2 separate regions of the Macaca fascicularis genome follow, and region 1 is linked to region 2. A link is a contact called in public Hi-C data. All regions are on one chromosome and are shown on one strand. The core of a region is the stretch at or near the end of the contact, and the rest is flanking DNA. Distances in the headings are between cores, read along the strand shown.

Evidence for each region. A called contact is a pair of places that touch in the nucleus more often than the background predicts.
Region 1: a Hi-C map of liver shows a contact between it and region 2, with 3 times the contacts expected there. The contact joins the promoter of AXDND1 here to the promoter of TOR3A in region 2. A contact is called at or near these places in 2 of 2 Hi-C or Micro-C datasets (liver and skeletal muscle).

The regions. Positions count from the first base shown.
Region 1 is chr1:36,865,309-36,870,360 of T2T-MFA8v1.1, reverse strand. It overlaps AXDND1 (axonemal dynein light chain domain containing 1), which reads right to left and starts at 3,415. Exons shown (of 25, transcript XM_065532054.2): 1 at 3,390-3,415; 2 at 2,762-2,964; 3 at 410-582. The coding sequence starts at 2,855.
Region 2 is chr1:36,592,581-36,598,068 of T2T-MFA8v1.1, reverse strand. TOR3A (torsin family 3 member A) reads right to left here and starts at 3,611. Exons shown (of 7, transcript XR_012428013.1): 1 at 3,280-3,611; 2 at 2,623-2,736.

The sequences.
Region 1 (5,052 bases), core at 2,166-4,665, 270 kb before region 2:
GGCCAGTCATGTTGGCTCACTCTTGAAATTCCAGCACTTTGGGAGGCTAAGGCAGGTGGATTGCTTGAGCCCAGGAATTTGAGACCAGTATAGGCAACATGGCGAAACTCCGGATCTACAAAAAATTCAAAAATTAGCCAGGCGTAGTGGCACAGACCTGTAGTCCCAGCTACTCAGGAAGCTGAGGTGGGAGGATCACCTGAGCCAGGGTAGTCAAGGCTGCAGTGCGCAATGATCAGGCCACTACGCTCCAGCCTGGGCCACAATAGTAAGACCCTGTCTCAATCAATCAATCTTAAAATTTTTAAGGCTATCTGGAATATATAATATGTGCACAATAAATACTTAAAGAATAATCAGATTCCCAAAAAATAATGTTCCCCATTACTCTACATATGTACATACAAACCTTCGGGGTTTTAATTTTCTTAGGAGGCAGTAAGTTTTCAGGACAAGGACCAGCACTGGCCGCATAGGTCAGAGAAAGAAGAACTTCTTTAGGAATGAACTCATTCAGAAGGGAAGTAGGAAGGGGTTTTGAACGATCCACCATGTTTTTTTTCTCCTTTAGCTCAGGAAGTCCTAAGTAAGTAGTGGAAAAGAAAAGCTCTTACTATATATATATTTTTTTAAGCTAGATGGAGCTTCTCAGACTGCCTCATCAATCCCATCTATTTGTTTCTAACAGGTAGAAACATTGCTTCTATTTGACAAGGATAGTAACAAATAATATTTAAAACAGTGAACATCATCTAGTCAAGGAAAATAACACTCATCTTGCCTACCCTACTCACATTACATCACAGTTTCAAAAACTCAGGTACTAAGACGAACCTGCATGATTCTCAATTCAAAGTTGAAAACTAAACTCATTTCACTTGCTCAGATAACTGGGTGAGCCTTAAGAAGATAGGAATGAATGTCTATCTTCCCTTTCATATGAAAATCACAACTCTCTCCCCGCAAGCTCTTAAATTATTTAGTAATTTTTTTCTTACATGAATTCAAAGGTGAGAATAATTGCATTAAATCCAGGCATTTATAGAGTGGAAAGGATCTGGGTTGGGCTTCAAAGTAAAAATGGAACTGGGATTGTTGCAAATGAGAGTGGAACAATCTGAGCTGACAAATCTGTGGAATGGGAACTGTAAAAAGAGTGTTCTACCCTGCTTGACTAGGGCAGGGGAGTAATACAGGCAGGTAGTTGGGCTTATATATAGGAAAAGCCCTCCTATGAAGTCAGGTAGAGTTGAGTTTTTATTATTCTTAATCTATGCCCCTAACACGGTATGGTTTACGTTTATTTCTATAAGGAGGCATCATGCTTTGATTACTGTCAAAAGTTGTTAGAGTCTGCATTACCAAATCTCCCACGAGCTTGAGATCAAAAGAAACAGAAAAAAAAAAAAGTTGGGTGGGGCTTGGGGCTTTAGTACAAGGGGCAGGTGAGATGTGAAAAGCTTTAACAGAACAGGGGGTAAGGATAACACTAGCTGACTCTAGTACAGATTCGCATATGAATGAAAATCTTAAGGAATTACTCTAATTTAGAAAAATTACTAAAAGCTAATACAAATTGCCACGTTGTACTAAATTGCGTTTTTCTTATCTCTGCTATTGCTTTTTATTGTTTGTTTTATTTATTTGAGACTGACTCTACCTCTGTTGCCCAGGCTGGAGTGCAGTGGCAAGATCTTGGCTCACTGCAACCTCTGCCTCCCGGGTTCAAACAATTCTCCTGCATCAACCTCCTAAGTAGCTGGGATTACAGGCGCGTGCCACCACACCTGGCTAATTTTTGTATTTTTAGTAGAGACAGGGTTTCATCATGTTGTTCAGGCTGGTCTCAAACTCCTGACCTCGTAATTTGAGACGGAGTCTCGTTCTGTCCCCAGGCTGGAGTGCAGTGGTGCAATCTCGGCTCACTGCAACCTCCGCCTCCCGGGTTCAAGTGATTCTCTCCTGCCTCAGCCTCCTGAGTAGCTCTACAGGGGCGCACCACCAAGCCCGGCTAATTTTTATATTTTTAGTAAACAGGGTTTCACCATGTTGGCCAGGATGGTCTCAATCTCTTGACCTCGTGATCCGCCAGCCTCGGCCTCCCAAATGGGATACAGGCGTGAGCCACCGCGCCCGGCCTATTTATTTGAGATGGAGTCTTGCTCTGTCTCCCGGACTGGAATGCAACGGCACAATCATGGCTCACTGCAACCTCACCTCCTGGGTTCAAGCAATTCTCCTGCCTCAGCCTCCGGAGTAAGCTGGGACTACAGGTGAGAGCCACCATGCTCGGCTAATTATGGTATTTCTAGTAGTGACGGGGTTTCATCATATTGTCCAGGCTGGTCTCGAACTTCTGACCTCAAGTGATCGGCCCACCTCGGCCTCCCAAAGTGCTGGGATGACAGGCGTGAGCTACCGCGCCTAACCTCACTATTACTTTTTCAAAGTTCCTTAAAACCAAAGACCAGGAACCAAAAAAAAATACAACTATTGATATTTAAAATAGGGTGAATTTAAAACCATATATAAATCAACATTTGAAAAAAATTATAAACAGTATTTAGATGGAGTAGTGAAACAGGACTCTGACTCAAAATACAGTAAAAGGAATGACTTCTTGCTTTATTTAAGCAAGCGTGTTAGAAAAATGTAGCCAATCAAGGTATTCTGAGTATCAGATTTAAAAAACCGGTGAATGGAAGGTGATTTCTGTCTTACGGCCATGACTGTTTATGACTTCAGAATCATCGAAGTTTACCTCTCGTCCCTTCCGTGGCTACAGACACTAACTTTTTGCTCTCAGACGTTGATGCAGAGTTTAGCGGGGTGGAGGGCGTTTTCGGGAGAGACATAATAAACAATGCCTCCTATCTCTTTACTAATTTGAAATAGTCCTCCGGAAAGCTAATTTAGACACAAATCAGCGCCGCACTGGGACTACTTGCAGGCTGCCACATAATCCTGCAGGGAGAGGAAAAAAGAAAAAAAAGAAAGAAAAAAGATGACACCCATTGAGTATTTAGGTTCAGATCGTAGTTTAGAATTCATCTAGCATGGTTTTCCTTCTTCGGGGCGACCTCTATGTTCTGGGGTTATCTGTTGCGACTGAGAGGCCTTAGTGGACCGTCAGGTCAGGGTCAGGGAGCAGGGCAGGAAAGACCCGCTTGGCGGACCCGCAGACCGCCGGCACCCCTGGTGGGCGACACTCGCTGCAGGCGGCTCGGCTGGGGACCCCAACCTTCCCCACAGGCAGCGTTCTCGCGCGCCAGTTCCACAAACTCGGGAGTTGGGCAGGCCTCGCACTGTTTCTTGGTTAAAAATGACTGGAAAGGGACACCCGCTATCCTACCCACACATTGCGTACCCCGCCAGCATCCGGTCACTACCTCCTTTGCTGGAACGCCTGTTTGTCGTCATAGAAACCCAGGACCCCGAGGTTTAGCGCCCTCGATAGGGGCTGCCTTCAGCGGTGCCGGCGGAGGAGGCAGACAGCTAAGACAATCCCTACAGCCTCTCGGAGTTTCTTGTGTTCTAAATAGCAGCATAGGTTCAGTAGCAAAGAAGAAAAACGTTTAATCCGGCCGTTGTCACGGAATCCGAAAGTGTCTCACCCCGGGGCTTCCTGCTGCGGGCCAGGCCAGTGCGCAGGCGCCGGCGGGGGTTAGCCCGAGGGGTCTACACCTGTAGCCAGTGATGCACGCGGGTTCAAGCAAGGGTCTTCTAAGAGTTGTTTCCATCTTTCTAGGTCTCTTTTTTGTTGCTTTGCATATTTTTCTTTCTTTTTCCTTCCTTCTTTCCTGCCTTCCGTCCTTTTTCCTTTTTCCTGAGACGGAGTTTCGCTCTTGTCGCCCAGGCTGGAGTTCAATGGCGCGATCTCAGCTCACTGCAACCTCCATCTCCTGGGTTCAAGCAATTCTCCTGCCTCAGCCTCCCAAGTAGCTGGGATTACAGGCACACGCCACCATGCCCGGCTAATTTTGTATTTTGTTTTTGTTTTTGTTTTGTTTTGTTTTGAGACGGAGTCTCGCTCTGTTGCCCAGGCTGGAGTGCAGTGGTGCGATCTCGGCTCACTGCAACCTCCACCTCCCGGGTTCAAGCGATTCTCCTGCCTCAGCCTCCTGAGTAGCTGGGACTACAGGCGCGGTACACCATGCCCGGCTAATTTTTGTATTTTTAGTAGAGATGGGGTTTCATCATGTTGGCCAGGCTGGTCTCAAACTCCTGACCTCGTGATGCGCCCGCCTCGGCCTCCCAAAGTGCTGGGGTTATAGGCATGAGCCCCCGCGCCTGGACATTTTGCGTATTTTTCTAAAAACCAGACTCAGGGGGGATGTTGGTTAATAAACTCTGGGTCCCTTACTGGGTAAGCCGTTCGGTGCTTTACATTCGGTCACGTCTTCCTTGGACCCTTAAAGGCCTCCCTTCAGAGCACAAGGAAGGCCTCCTGGGTCCAGATTTTTCACCCCCTTGGGGCCGGGAAGGAGGATTGAAGTTAGGTGGAACCAGCTCAGGCATAATTGTCGGGAAGTCTGGCGTAAAAACCTGACCTCAGGAAAGAATACCATCATTTTTAGTAGAGACGGGGTTTCTCCACGTTGGTCAGGCTGGTCTGGAACTCCCGACCTCAGGTGATCCTCCCGCTTCGGCCTCCCAAAGTGCTGGGATTACAGGCATGAGCCACCGCGCCCGGCCATGGCATAATTTCATATTAAGGCAGAGATTTAGTGCCAAATAATGAACTGCCGGGAGAAGCCCAGCGTCTAGTTGCTTCCAGACGGGCAGAAAACTATCTTATTCAATAACTATATTCCTTAGCACCAACTACAATGCCTGGACAAACATGAAAATCGGTTGGACAGTTCTCTTTTGTGTTGACAGAATTGTGCTGTGGTATGGTGATCATACATAATGTCAGAGGAGTTTGAACCACAGCAACTCCATCTTGAATAGGAGCTGGGTAAAATAAGGCTGAAACCTACTTGGCTGCATTCCTAGATGGTTAAGGCATTCTAAATCACAGGATTAGATAGCAGGTCATAAAGACCTTGC
Region 2 (5,488 bases), core at 2,362-4,861:
GAAGTCTTGCTCTGTCACCCAGGCTAGAGTGCAGTGGTGCAATCTCGGCTCTGCCTCCCTGGTTCAAGCGATTCTCCTGCCTCAGTCTCCTGAATGGCTGGGATTACAGGTGCCCGCCACCATGCCCGGCTAACTTTTGTATTTTTAGTAGAGATGGGGTTCACCGTGTTGGCTAGGCTGGTCTGGAACTCCTGACCTCGTGATCCACCCGCCTCGTCCTCCCGAAGTGCTGGGATTACAGGCGTGAACCACCATGCCTGGCCTCAAGGACTACTTTTTGAAGAGTTTGGGAAATAAAGATGGGACTTAGGGAGACAGAGGAATCACCCTTCCTGAAGATCCTGCACATACCCAGAGCAGTTGGCACAGACCTGTCTGGGGAGGAATCCTGTCCCCCATGTCCTGAGGCTGCTCCCATCCCTTGGTTTCAGGGCTCCCTGTTTCATGCAGAAGCTTGATTTTATTCATTCTCATTCAATTCAGCCGACACTTGTTGAGAGCAGCTCCAGTGTGCAAAGCCCTCTGCTAGGCCTAACTTCCTCTCAGACCTGAGGTTGTAGGATTTGGAGATGGGGCTACCAGGAGCCACAGTGGAGGCAGGGAGGGTGTGCTGCCAGCTGTGGGTGAGCACTCCAAATCCAGGATCAATTGGTTGAACACCTCAAGCCAGCCCAGAGCGTGTATTCTGGAGCCTTGGGAGGTCAAGGTCTATGATAAAACGTTGAGGGTATCACACATTGCTCCAAAAGTAGTAGTGACATAGAAGAAAATTAACATTTGCTGTTTTCTCTGTATTCAGAACTGGGCTAAGTGTTTTACATTTAGTCTTCACAATTCTGCAAGGCAGGCATTATTATTCCCATTTAAAGCTGAAGAAACTGGCTGGGCGAGGTGGCTCACGCCTGTAATCCCAGCACTTTGGGAGGCCGAGGTGGGTGGATCACCTGAGGTCAGGAGTTCGAGATCAGCCTGGTCAATGTGGCAAAACCCCATCTCTACTAAAAATACAAAAATGAGCCAAGCATGGTGGCGTGCGCCTATAATCCCAGCTACTTGGGAGGCTGAGGGAAGAGAATAGCTTGAACCTGGGAGGCGGAGGTTGCAGTGAGCCGAGATCACGCCACCGCACTCCAGCCTGGGTGACAGAGACTGACTTGGTCTCAAAATAAATAAATAAATAAAATAAAATACAGCTGAGGAAATGGACACTTGGGAAGGACTCTGCCAGCAAGGAAGAGGCAAGACTAGGAATCCAGTGGAGGAGTCTCTGATTCCCCGGCCGCAACAATTTGGATATCCAGGCCTTTGTCGAACAGGCATGTTGAGGGCAGAACGTAGTTGAGGGCAGAAAGTAACTCGCTAATTGCCACCTAGGGTCTTATCCAAGTCAGCAGTGATCCAAATTCAGACTTCCTGACCTGTATGTACTCCTATCTTCTGTCCTGAGCCAGACTGTGTCCCTAAAAACACTGTGTTATTGGCATTTTGGCCAATTAAGTGACCTAAATATCTAAGGTGGGCCTCATTTATGGAGACTGAAGGAGCTGGGATCAGAACTCTGGGTAAGAAATTGCTCCTGGGGAAAAGAGAGGAAGCTTTTGCAAATGTCTGAATAGGTTTCAGAACATGGGGCCAAAGATGACCTTGTGAGAGTGAAAATGCAAATCAACTGCAATATGCAAATCAAGTCACCCAAACTAATTAGAAAATACTGGTTGCCGGGTGCAGTGGCTCACACCTGTAATCCCAGCACTTTGGGAGGCCGAGGTGGGCAGATCACAAGGTCAGGAGTTCAAGACCAGCCTGGCCAACATGGTGAAACCACGTCTCTACTAAAACTACAGAAATTAGCCGGACGTGGTGGTGGGCACCTGTAATCCCAGCTACTCGGGAGGCTGAGGCAGGAAAATTGCTTGAACCCGGGAGGCAGAGGGTGCAGTAAGCTGAGATCGCACCACTGCACTCCAGTGTGGATGCAAAGCAAGACTCTGTCTCAAAAAAAAAAGAAAGGGACACTTGTAATCATAACCCAGAATTTCTGATCAGTTCTCTCACTGGATAGTTCCAGCCCCTCTGAGAGGTCCCTGTTTCTGTTTAGAGTGAAACAAGGTGCTCTGGGCCTGACTCTCCTAGAGATCAAAGGAGATGTTGGATTATGAGTTAATCCCTTTGAAACTCTTAGCACAGTGCCTGGTATGTATAACAGATATTAGGTATTCTCTTCTCCTTGGAAACGCTCTCAGGGATGCGGGAGGACATGGTGGGGGTAGCTGACAAATGAGCAGAGGAAAACCTGTTTAGACAGGGGACACACGGTGGTAATGATGGGCCTGTTCCCTCCTCCCAGCTTAGCTGAGTGTGATGTGTTCATGGCATTCCCATGGATCCTCAAGATGCACGAAACAGCTCAGTTTGCCTGGGCTATTAAGCTAGAGGCTAAAAAGGGGCTTCCCTGACTCTCAAGCATTTGGTACTCCTTCAAAACCTCAGACTGTGGCAGAAGTTCCTGCTTGTGGGGAGGTTGGACAGGATGACGAAAGGTCCCTTGCATCTAACCATTTCCCCTGGACTGCGTCCCCTCCCCACAGATCCCTAGTCCCTTGAAGCCATGCGAGGTCCAACCTGTAAAGTTGTTGGAGATTCTGCAATCCCCACCGGGGCAGCAGTCTTGGAAGCTGCAGTACCACGTGGTCAGGAGATCCAAGTACCGCTGGCCCAACAGGGAAAGGCGCCAGCCTGGAAAAGGAAGAGCTGTGAGACCGAGAGGAGACCATCCGGAGCTCGACAGTGATGCGGCAACGTTGCCACACAATTTGTCAGGGACAGAGCGACACCCAGAACTCAGATTCCAACTGCCAGCCCCAGCTCAGCCCACTGTCGGTCCTCAAGCCCTGCGTCCAAAAGCAGCAAGGGAGACGGCAGTCACCAGGCATGTCCACAGCGGACGCTGTCAAGAGCAGCACCTTCGAATAACGCCAGGGTGGGCTGGGAGACGGCACAGGCGGTGCAAGCGAGTCTGGAAAGCGCGGGGATGAGGGGCGGCAGGGGACGGGCAGCCAGGCCGCAGGGGGCGGCACCGGGGATGCGAGTGGGGCCGGAGCGGTGATGGGGCTCCCTGCTCCGCGGAGGCTGCCCCCGCCTACAGCCGGTACCGGCGGCTGAGCGGAGCAGAACTGCGGGCCCTGACGTCGCCCGGGGGCAGGAGCGAGGCGACCACAGCCGCGCCCGGATCGCACTCTGCTCCGCAGCGAACGGCGGGCCGCGGGGACGGGGTCTTACCCAGGGGCCTCGCGGCTGCCTCCTCGTCCTCGTCACAGTCGTCCGGCCACACCTGGCAGCTGAAGAGCGTCCAGTACCGCTTGGAGAGGGCGCCGGCCGCCCTGAGCTGCTCCTGCAGGCGCTGGAAGCCCGGCCAGGCCCAGGCCGAGCCCGGCTCGTCGGTTCCCTCCCACGGCCTGGAGGTGCCGCGGGGCTCAGGCGCGCCCGGGAGCAGCAGCAGCAACAGCAGCAACAGGAGAAAGAGCCAAAGCTGGCGCCACGAGCCGCGAAGCATGGCCGGCCCCAAGCTGCGGGACCTTCTGGCTGCCGGCCTAGCCAGGCTCCCTTAAGCCGGGGGCTGTCGGGCGGGGACCGCACTTCCGAGGCGGGAGTGAACCCGGGATTGGTGTTGCTCTGGCGACCGGCGGGCCGGGCTGAGTGCGCACTGGCAGCCTCCGTACACGTGACCCAGGCGGGAACCCGAAACCCTGGCGGGGGTCCTGAGAGGCAGTCCGGAGACTGACTTCAGGCAAGGTGCAACTAAATGGCTTCCTGGAAGCAGTTTATTCTGGGTCGTGATTGTGGTTGCAAAGGTGAAATCAGGCTTTGAAATGGCCACTGTCAATCACTCGGCTAGGACTTTCGGACGGACCTGGTGGCCCATCAGAGGCCTACCGAATAAGGACACTCCTGCTCTGCCTCGCGTTTGCAGATCAACTTCTCGCCAACCTGTTAGAGGAAGCCGGGACACCGTCTCAGCCAGGAGCATTAGGCAGGCCAGGAGAGTCAGCTGAGTGAAGAGGCCCTGGAAAGAAGGGCGCAGCTGGGTGCCTGTCTGGCCGAGGTTGCCCTGGCTCCTCCGCAGAGGGAAATGAAACCGCAGCAAAACACCAGCAGGTTTCCACAGTTTGGGAGTCCACGAAAAGCAAGAGGAAGCTGATTGACGGGCCCCAGTCTGGAAGTGTTTGGATTTTGGAAACCCCCCGAGTCACGGGTAAATCATAAGGCGTCATGTCAATGTAATTATATCTCATAAAAAGGTGAAGTACTGTGTGCACTTTCTTGACTAGGTTTGCAACTTTCAAGTGCTGGGGCTGAGTAGCCCATCCGACACCACTGGCAAAAGACTACAGGCCTCTTTCCCTCAGCGCTCTATTCTCCATAGCGAGCAGCTTGGAACAAGGCTGTTAGATTTCAGAAGAGCTTAATGCATTGTTTAAAATCACCTGGCTTACTTCAGCCAATGGCCAAAAAGCCATCTTGTCTTAGGAGAAAACTGCTGTCTAGAGAGATCAGAGGACTTGGCTAATGTCGTCATGTTTAGTGGCTTTGAGGGTGGGCCCTCCAGACAGCAAGGTGAATCTGAGCACCATGTGTCACAAATGTCACAGGCAACTTGACTCATCTCTTCACCCCCGTCTCTTAGATCACACCCAGTGCCAGGTCTGCTCCATTCTCAGCAGCACACCAAATTTGCGCCTTTCATTCAAACAGCTACAGAAACTAGACAAGCACCTTTGCTGGACACAAGGTTGAGATGAAAAGTAAAATGTTCGTAGTGTCTCAGCCATTCGGTGTGATGTCAAAAACTTTTCAGAGAAGCAGCCATGGCACCAGCCCAGCACTGTGTACATTAAGCTTGTGGAGTCCACCAGAGACAATTAACAGCACATACACCACAGTGCTTACTGGAAAACCAAACAAATTAGGCCGGGTGCGGTGGCTTAGGCTTGTAATCCTAGTACTTTAGAAGGCCGAGGAGGGCGGATCACCCGAAATCAGGAGTTCGAGACCAGCCTGGCCAACATGGCGAAACCCAGTCTCTACTAAAAATACAAAAATTAGCGGAGTGTGATGGCGCGCATCTGTAATCCCCGCTACTCAGGAGGCTAAGGCAGGAGAATGGCTTGAATCCAGGGCGCGGAGGTTGCAGTGAGCCAAGATCGTGCCACTGCACTCCAGCCTGGGTGACAGCACAAGACTCCATCTCAAAAAAAAAAAAAATTAACTCACTCAACAAATGTCGCTTCAGTCTGAATGGCAGTCTATCATAGTGATTACCATTTTCTATTTGTGCAACCCTGTGTGTTACTGAACGGTCCCACGCCTGTTTCCTCACCTATAAAAAGGGATAATAAAATAGTCCCCTCATAGGGCTGCTGTGAAGATTAAATGAGCTCATTCAATGAGCACATCATCAACACTCAATATGTGGCCACTTTTATTTTTG